Linked DNA regions of Oryza sativa: region 1 is linked to region 2. Evidence: chromatin contacts called from public HiCAR-type data. All regions are on one chromosome and are shown on one strand. The core of a region is the stretch at or near the end of the contact, and the rest is flanking DNA. Distances in the headings are between cores, read along the strand shown. Region 1 holds the start of LOC4336947 (ethylene-responsive transcription factor 11). Region 2 holds the start of LOC112938581.

Region 1 (3,956 bases), core at 267-2,766, 320 kb after region 2:
GTTCCAGAAAATCGATTCGTGTTGTCATGGCATGCTAATTATATTTAGATCATAGTGTTATAAGATATAGATATACAATTTTGCTATAGGTTTTACGAAAAATCGTCGGTGTCGTGTGATACCGGCTATATCCGCCTCTGTGTACGCCGCCTGCGCCTCAGCGTCTGGCAGAGAACAGCGAGAGGGAAAAAAAAAGGGTTGGCGGTTTCCCCATTCCACCGTCCAAATCCGGCGCCCGAAGACTTGTCCGGTCCAGCTCGCAGCTCCGCTCGGGTGCAGCGTGCACGCGCAACAATACAATAATCCTCCGCGAATCTGCCGTCTACCCGCGGCCGCCTCAGCCCGCCGCCGTGCCAAGCAAGGAAGACGCGGTGCAGCTACGTCGTCCTCCTGCGGCCGCCCACCACATCCATCGTCCGTCCCCTGTTGCCCAAAAAAAACACTTTTTTTTTCCGCCCACACCTCCCTCCCGTCACATCACGCGCCGCGTCGTCGCCCCCCTGCACTGCGCACCGCACCGCGGGCCACGCCACGCCACGCGGCTCGCGCCGCGACCGGGACACCGTCGGCCCCACCACCGCGCGCGCGCTCTCGCGCTCTCGCGCTCGCGTTTACGACGTTACGTACGGGGGAGGTGGGGATAACAAAGGCGGCGGCCGGTGGCGTTGGCCCCACCACGCGAAATTGCGACGGTTTTGCTGCTTTTTTTTTTTGGTTTGCTTGTCTGCATGTCTCGTTTTGCGCGCGCCGCCGTCGTCGCGGTGGACGGAATTATGGGAAGCAATCAGCTGGGTGCGCGACGCGACGGCACAGCCGTTGTTGGCTCGCTATACCATCCCTTCACCGCGAAAATCGGCGCGCGACACCACCATTCGCTTCGCCGCCTACCTGACGCGAAAATACACGGACCTCACCCCTTGTTGATTCCACCGATGGGAAATGGCAAAAAGAAGTAAGAAAAAAAATTGGAACCAAACATACAGATTGAGATCGGATACGGTCGTAAGTGCGACTGCACCTTACGACTGCATATATTTTTAGCCATTTATTTTTCAGATCTCAAACATTCTAACGCATGCATGATTATCAATAATGCGAGGACAAAATATTATAATTTAGAATTAAATATGATATTTTCTAATACAATGTATTTGGATAGACAGTCTGTCATTCTTATATTTTAATACGGAGGTATAGTACAGCACCCTGCGTCGTGCCGTTGTGCGTCCAAAAGGATCACAAGGACAATAGGACGGGGCAGCGCAGCACTCGAACTACCAAGCAAGCAAGGAGCAAGGGAAAGCAACCACACACACACGCTACCAAATCAGCACCGTCAAAGGCAAGGAGAAAAGAAAAGAGAGAGAGAGAGGGAAGATTAACGACGGGACAAACGGCGGGGGCGGCGCCTCTCTCTCCGCTCCGCTATGGGGTCAAACCTCCCCTCCCGCTGGCCCCGCCGCACCTCCCGCCTCCCCTATTAATACCACCTCCTCCTCCCCACTTTCCTCCCCCCAAACTCCAACGCACCACCGGCGCCAAACCAACCACCCACCATCCACCGGTCGAACACTTGGCGCTCTCGCCCGCCTTAGCTCGCTCTGCTCGTGGTGCTCGACCCGAACAAGAACGGACATGGCTCCCAGGAACGCCGCCGAGGCCGTCGCCGTCGCCGTGGCGGAGGGCGGAGGAGCCGGCATGGAGCCCAGGTTCCGCGGCGTGAGGAAGCGCCCGTGGGGCAGGTACGCGGCGGAGATCCGCGACCCGGCCAGGAAGGCGCGGGTGTGGCTCGGCACCTTCGACACCGCCGAGGCCGCGGCGCGCGCCTACGACAGCGCCGCGCTCCACTTCCGCGGGCCCAAGGCCAAGACCAACTTCCCCGTCGCCTTCGCGCACGCCCACCACCACGCCCCGCCGCCGCCGCTGCCCAAGGCGGCGGCGCTGGCCGTCGTCAGCCCGACCAGCAGCACGGTCGAGTCGTCCTCCCGGGACACGCCCGCCGCCGCCCCGGTGGCGGCCGCGGCCAAGGCCCAGGTGCCCGCCTCGCCTTCGCTCGATCTGAGCCTCGGGATGTCGGCCATGGTGGCCGCCCAGCCGTTCCTGTTCCTCGACCCCAGGGTCGCGGTGACCGTGGCCGTCGCGGCACCGGTGCCTCGCCGGCCGGCCGTCGTCAGCGTCAAGAAGGAGGTAGCTCGCCTGGACGAGCAGAGCGACACCGGCTCGTCGTCATCCGTGGTGGACGCCTCGCCGGCCGTCGGCGTGGGGCTCGACCTGAACCTGCCGCCGCCGATCGAGGAGGCGTAGGTTGCAGCGCCCGATGACGACGACAAGACCCCCCCACAAATCCCTCGTAGAAAAGTCTAGAGCGACGTGTAATAGTAAGAGGTTAATCGTCCGTTTAATTGCCAGGATTGATCAACTAGGTGTACATAGATCGTGTCCTTTTTGCACGGGGAGATAGGTATGAGGAAAAGGCTACTACTCCCGGTGTTACAGTTCCTTTAAAGAAAGAAGGAAAAAAACAAGAAAAGAAAAAGAAAACATTTTGTTGTTCGATGTAACATATTGATCATCAATCTCTGATTAATGAGAAATTTACGTTATTTTGTTCTTAAAAACCATTTACTGTGGATGCTTTACCCGTTTATTACTAGTATGTGGCTTCATCCCTGCAAGTTAGCAGCACAGGCAACTTTGTTTCCAGCACCTAACCAGATCTGTGTCTTGACTCTTGAGGGAAAAAGGACTTGAGATTTACCATCCCAGCTTGTGCATCATTAAACAGAGGAAAACAATTAAACCGGTTTTGTCGTCTCCTGTGCATCTTAATTGCACATCAAAACAGGCAGATGTATGTGCAAATCAGCTCAAACAATGACTGCTAGTAGTCTTCTCCCACCGATCTGAAGTGTGTGTTCGATGTACAAGAGCACGCGTCGTTGAACGGTTCGGCGGATGAAATTCCGTGGCAAAACAAAGTACAAGTGCCCCGCTCCTCCTCCCCGGCGACCGACAGCCACACCACCCCGCGGCCCGCGGAAGGAAAGGCTTGGAGTACGACCCGGACGGAGGAGACGCGCGGAAAACCGCGGCACCAACGACCATCTACGACGACGTCGCTTGCCGCGGGCCCCGTGGAGAACGAGTCCACCCGTGCACAGGCGTGCGCAGCGGGAGCAGAGCTCGTAGGACGCCGCGCCGCACCGCGTCGCGTCGCCCAGGGGAGGGGGAGGAGTCGTCGTGGTCACGCTCACACAGTCACACTTGCTCCCACGGCGCGACAACCACGTAGCCAAAGCCACTGGCTATGGCCTCCCTGGGCGCGCCCCCACCACCACCCCACGCGCGTTTGACGCCTTCCTGTCTCTTCACCTCGCTTCGGCCCGGGGCAAGCTCGCTACCGCAGCGCAAGCTACGTACACTCGCACGCACGCACACGCGCGACCCGTGAGCCAGTGAGCCAACGACCCGCGGATGCGTGGGTCCACCACCGCGCGGGGGCCCCACGACCCAACCAACCGTGTGGCTCGGATCGTGTTTGTCATGTGGTGGCCGGCGTCGCGGTCGCGGGGCGGCTAGTCGGCTACAGTAGGCGTCCTCGCCTTTTGTTCCGCACAAGGATTGGTTGGTTTGGTTGGTTGTTTGGATCGATCTGCGACTGCGAGTCGAGCCGCGAGCGAGCTGCTTTGCTTTTGGCTCATCAGCGCCGATGGTTTTCGCGGTTCGCGTAGGTGGTAGCGTTGGAAGCTCTCGCAAGTTTACTATCTCAACTTTGCGAAATTTCGGCTGTGCTCTGTAGTTGTTGGCGCAGTATCTCAACTAGCTAGCTGGCTGGTATATTTGCCAGAGAATTAAGGGACATGTTGGCTGTTAGCCTGTGAGCTTACTACAAGGGTCTATAAGTTTTGAGGAGTTGGATAATCTAGAGTTTTATTCCAACTGAATTACGAGTATTT
Region 2 (4,120 bases), core at 571-3,070:
TTAAACCGGCAGACGCACACGCAATCCATCGGCCGTGGCCGCAGCACAGCAGGATAGCATCAGGGCACCGGATTCCGGGGATGTTTACGTGATGCGCGCGGTAAGGGAAAGGGCGGGCCAAAGCAAAACCAACGGACGGACTACCAACCATGCTGGGAGCATGTCACCATGCCTCCACAGAGTACTTGTCAGTGACAACTGACAACTCCTACTCCTTCGGTTCCGTAAAAACAAACCCACTAACACATTCTATTACGACAAATCTGAACCGAGTAAGTATATGCTTTAGAATAGTGCAGTGTGTAGAGCATCGACTCACAAGCTACTACCTTCGTTACAGGATGTAAGTAATTTTTTTAGGTTTACACGGATATTAAGAAAATATGTAAAATTGATTAGAGGAAAGCTATGATCATTAAAAAGAGAGAAATTGGTAGGTGGAGAAAGAGCTAGTGTATTTTTTAAACGGAGGTAGTACTGAGTACTACCAACAAGAGCAGTTCCATTTCACTGCACAATCACGATGCACTGTCTTATTCTAGCAGTAAGGCAATGTACATCAGTACAGGTGCCGATATAAGGTTCGGGGTCCATCCTTATTACAGCCGAAAGCTCGCTTTTGCAACTTGAGCTACACTTTTGCAACTTGAGCTGATCGACGGGGTTTTGCCATGTCAAGGTGCAAGTGCCGTTCTGAAACAGCTGGAGTAGCTAGTATAGTGTTTTCTGTCCCAGCTGGTGTGACATTTCGTGATTTCGGTAAAATTCCTATGCTTTTAGACAAGATGAGCGTGAAAAACTTCCCGATGAAATTCATTTGTCGCATGGGCCATGGCATATGTAGGAGTAGGTGCTATTTGCCACTTCTGTTCGAGTCTTCTTCACAGAAAAGGAGTTGTGCTAACGGCATAATTCCACGACTTGTAAAAGACAACGCCTTTATTAATCAGGATCTCCCACAAAAGTAAGTTGTATACTCCTTTAAGACAAGAAGTACAATAAAAGCATAGCTATCTTGGATTGTTGGTAGCAACTTAAATTGAGAACGGATTAAAAGCTTAGAACGTTAGTCACTCAGTTTTCACTAACTGGAGGAGTAAATACAAGACACTGGGAACACATAGTTACACACACCTGATTTACATTTTTTACAATTTTACAAACATACCAACACAAAAAGCGTCAGGCACGCACAGCGTCACGTGATGCACATGTAGGCACATCTGCTGTCCGCTGATCGCAAGATTAGACACACGGTTGATCGCACCAGACGAAACATTAATCCATCTGCCGATGATCAGCTAGCTAGTCCCTATCAACTAGTTGTACTGCTAGACAAGAAGAGCACACACTAGCTAGCCGAGACGAGAGCTAGGAAGGAAGGAAGGATGGATTATCCTTAATTAATCAAGGGCAAATGAACCTAATCAAGAAATTAACCACTGTGATGAAAGTAGCAAGAAGTTTTGTCTAGCTGTAGAGGGTGACGAGGCGGCGGAGGCACCTGGAGCAGGAGTACTTGCGCTTGCTCTTGACGCAGAGCGGGAGGCAGAGGATGCGGCGCTCGCTCTCGACGTCGGTGGCCACCACCGCGCCGCCGCACCGCGGGCACGCCCCGGGCGCCTTGTGCGTCCCCACCACCCGCTCCTCCGCCGCCCCGCACATCGCCGCCACCGTCGTCGCCATCCTATCCAGTCACTCTTATTATCTCGCTAGCCGCCACCACCAGTCCACCACCACCACAGCAGCAGCAATCGACCAAAGCAAAATAGGCTAGGCAGGAGGAGGAGGAGGAAGAGGACGAGGAAGATAGGCCAGGCTGGTGGTTGCTTGGGTTGAAGTGGCCGCATATATAGCGAGGCGAGCGGACAAGGTGGGGGAGCGAAAGCGCAATGGACGCGTGCGCGCGCGAGACGGGGGCTGTGGTGCAGGGGGAGGGGAGCATTTTGCTCGGTGCATCTGCTCGGCTGCACGGGCGGCGCGTGCGTGCGTGGCAGGGGGGATCCGCGTATGGGTAAGCGCATGTGCCGCGATTCTGCCTCTTTTTCCTTCAAGGAGAGGAGGGGTCGGCGGGCCAGCGTGCGCTTTTCCGTCGTATCTGGAGTCAGCAGTTTTATCGATAGTGTAATTTGCTCTTCCCTCTTCGCGTACGCGTGGTGACGTGAAAGAAAAGCCTACGCTGTACGCTTTTGCCTTTTGTTAATTAGAACGGCCATGTTAAGCTTCCATGCGTGATGGGGAGCGTTAGCTATACTAGCGTCGATCACGGTATTATGCAGTCACGTGCGGGTGGAACTGCGGATATCCGAGCGCATATACCACTTTGCTTAAACCTCCATCGATCGATCACAAGGTTTTCTGCTCATCCAGCTATCGGCCTAGCTAACATCCTAGTCTTTTAATAACAATCAACTTAATTGCAACGCCTTTTGGTTTTGTGCCTACAAGAATTATGTAGGTAAGGAGGCACTAGGGAGGCACACCCTTCCCATAAAATTTTAGTTTTAAATATGAATAGTCGAGATTACATTGGCGTTCAGATCACTTATGTTATGTTCTCGTTCTTAAAATGAAAGCTTCATTTTTTTAGCTACTACGTTCATCTGAAACTTCTTAACCCAATAGCATGTTTAGTTTGATTTTACACTAATGCCTAGGATAGTTTTCATCTCCACACTTTCTAGACATATAATTGTTCATGTTTATAGATATGATTAAACTTTCTTTAAGGACAGAGGGGTACTCTCTTGTGAGTATTTGAGAGTAGAGAATTAGAGAAGATTGAGAAGATATACAAACGAGATACTTAAAAGTTATATTAATATATTTTTTTAAATTAACTTTGATATATTCGTTTAGCTATTCGAGGAATGTGTATACAAAAAACGAAGGACTTTTCCATCCAATCTGCTTCCACCTAACACACCCTAATCTGACGTTTGTTGCACGATACACCTCCGCTGGGCCACACGAAAACGAGATACACACATCCTGCGGAGCATCAACGTACGAACGGTCGCCGTACGTTCGCCTCGCCCAACCGGCACGCAGCTTGCGGGGACGCCCGAAAGACCGACCGATCCATCCATCCATCCCTCGTCCCCGGCTCCCCGCCACCAACCGCCCGGGACCGGGACCGTGCCCGCAGCAGCAGCTGGTCCCGCACCCGTACGTGCACGAGCGCGACGTCGTCACGGTTGTTGCAGCCACAGCGCCCGCCCGCCCCCTGGTCCCCCTGATCCCGGCCTCTCCCGCCCGCGCGCGCGCGTACCGTGCGGCGTCGTGCGTGCGTACATGCGTGCGCCGTAACCAGCAGCCGCGCGGATCGATCGGTGGCGCGCCCCACGGGCCACGGCTCGGCCCTCCTTTTGAGGTTGTAAAGTACGCCGTGCTTATCCGCGGCCACGTACTTGCTTTTCCCCATTTTGTCTTTTTTTCTCTTACCATGGGACACACTACTACAGGACGATTTTTTCGTACGATCAAAATAGATTTTCATAGGTAAGTAGTGGGTGATCCACATGAGTCCTTATCGTTTTGTGAGAGGGGCTTGTCCCTCTCTCCCAAACACCCCACCCCCTAAGGTGTATGCAAACAAAAAAATATGTATTTTTACATGTCGGTAAAATAAACGTGTACGGTGTGTATGTGAAAGTTGTACTTTTAGGAGAAACGAATTTTGCAAGTGCGAACAGTCTAGAGGGACCCTCGTCCAGGAAAAAAAAATCTTTTCTAGGTGACAGTGAGTGTTGTAATAGTGACAGTGGGTAAAAGGCGTGCGAGGTGATGGGTTCGTAGTACAAACAATCTACAGCTCTTTTTTTTGGATAATGATCTGCAGCTCTTGTTGTAGTACTACGATAAGCGGATAATCATGCGTAGGAACGAAACAAAAAGTTTCACGCGAAAAAGGGATAGCTGTGATGTTGAGGTTTGGCCAGTGTAGGCCACAAATTTTGACAATTTAACCCTTTAAAAAATCTAATTTTACAAATGAATCCTCATCAAAACTTATTTAAAAAATAACCCTTTTGTTCAGCGTCAAATCGTGTGGCGCTGAATTTAGACACCTCAACACAAATAGCACGGCATTGAATGTCCGTTGGCACGTTGACTCAAC

Evidence for each region. HiCAR-type assays count read pairs that join an accessible place to other places.
Region 1: a HiCAR-type map of leaf shows a contact between it and region 2, with 3 times the contacts expected there. The contact joins the promoter of LOC4336947 here to the promoter of LOC112938581 in region 2. A contact is called at or near these places in 1 of 15 Hi-C or Micro-C datasets (seedling) and 1 of 4 datasets of contacts at active chromatin or transcription factors (leaf).

Annotation. Positions count from the first base shown.
Region 1 is chr4:31,445,171-31,449,126 of ASM3414082v1, forward strand. LOC4336947 (ethylene-responsive transcription factor 11) reads left to right here and starts at 1,517. Exons shown (of 1, transcript XM_015778389.3): 1 at 1,517-2,618. The coding sequence starts at 1,636. The coding sequence ends at 2,304.
Region 2 is chr4:31,120,903-31,125,022 of ASM3414082v1, forward strand. LOC112938581 reads right to left here and starts at 1,821. Exons shown (of 1, transcript XM_026024539.2): 1 at 1,051-1,821. The coding sequence starts at 1,686. The coding sequence ends at 1,471.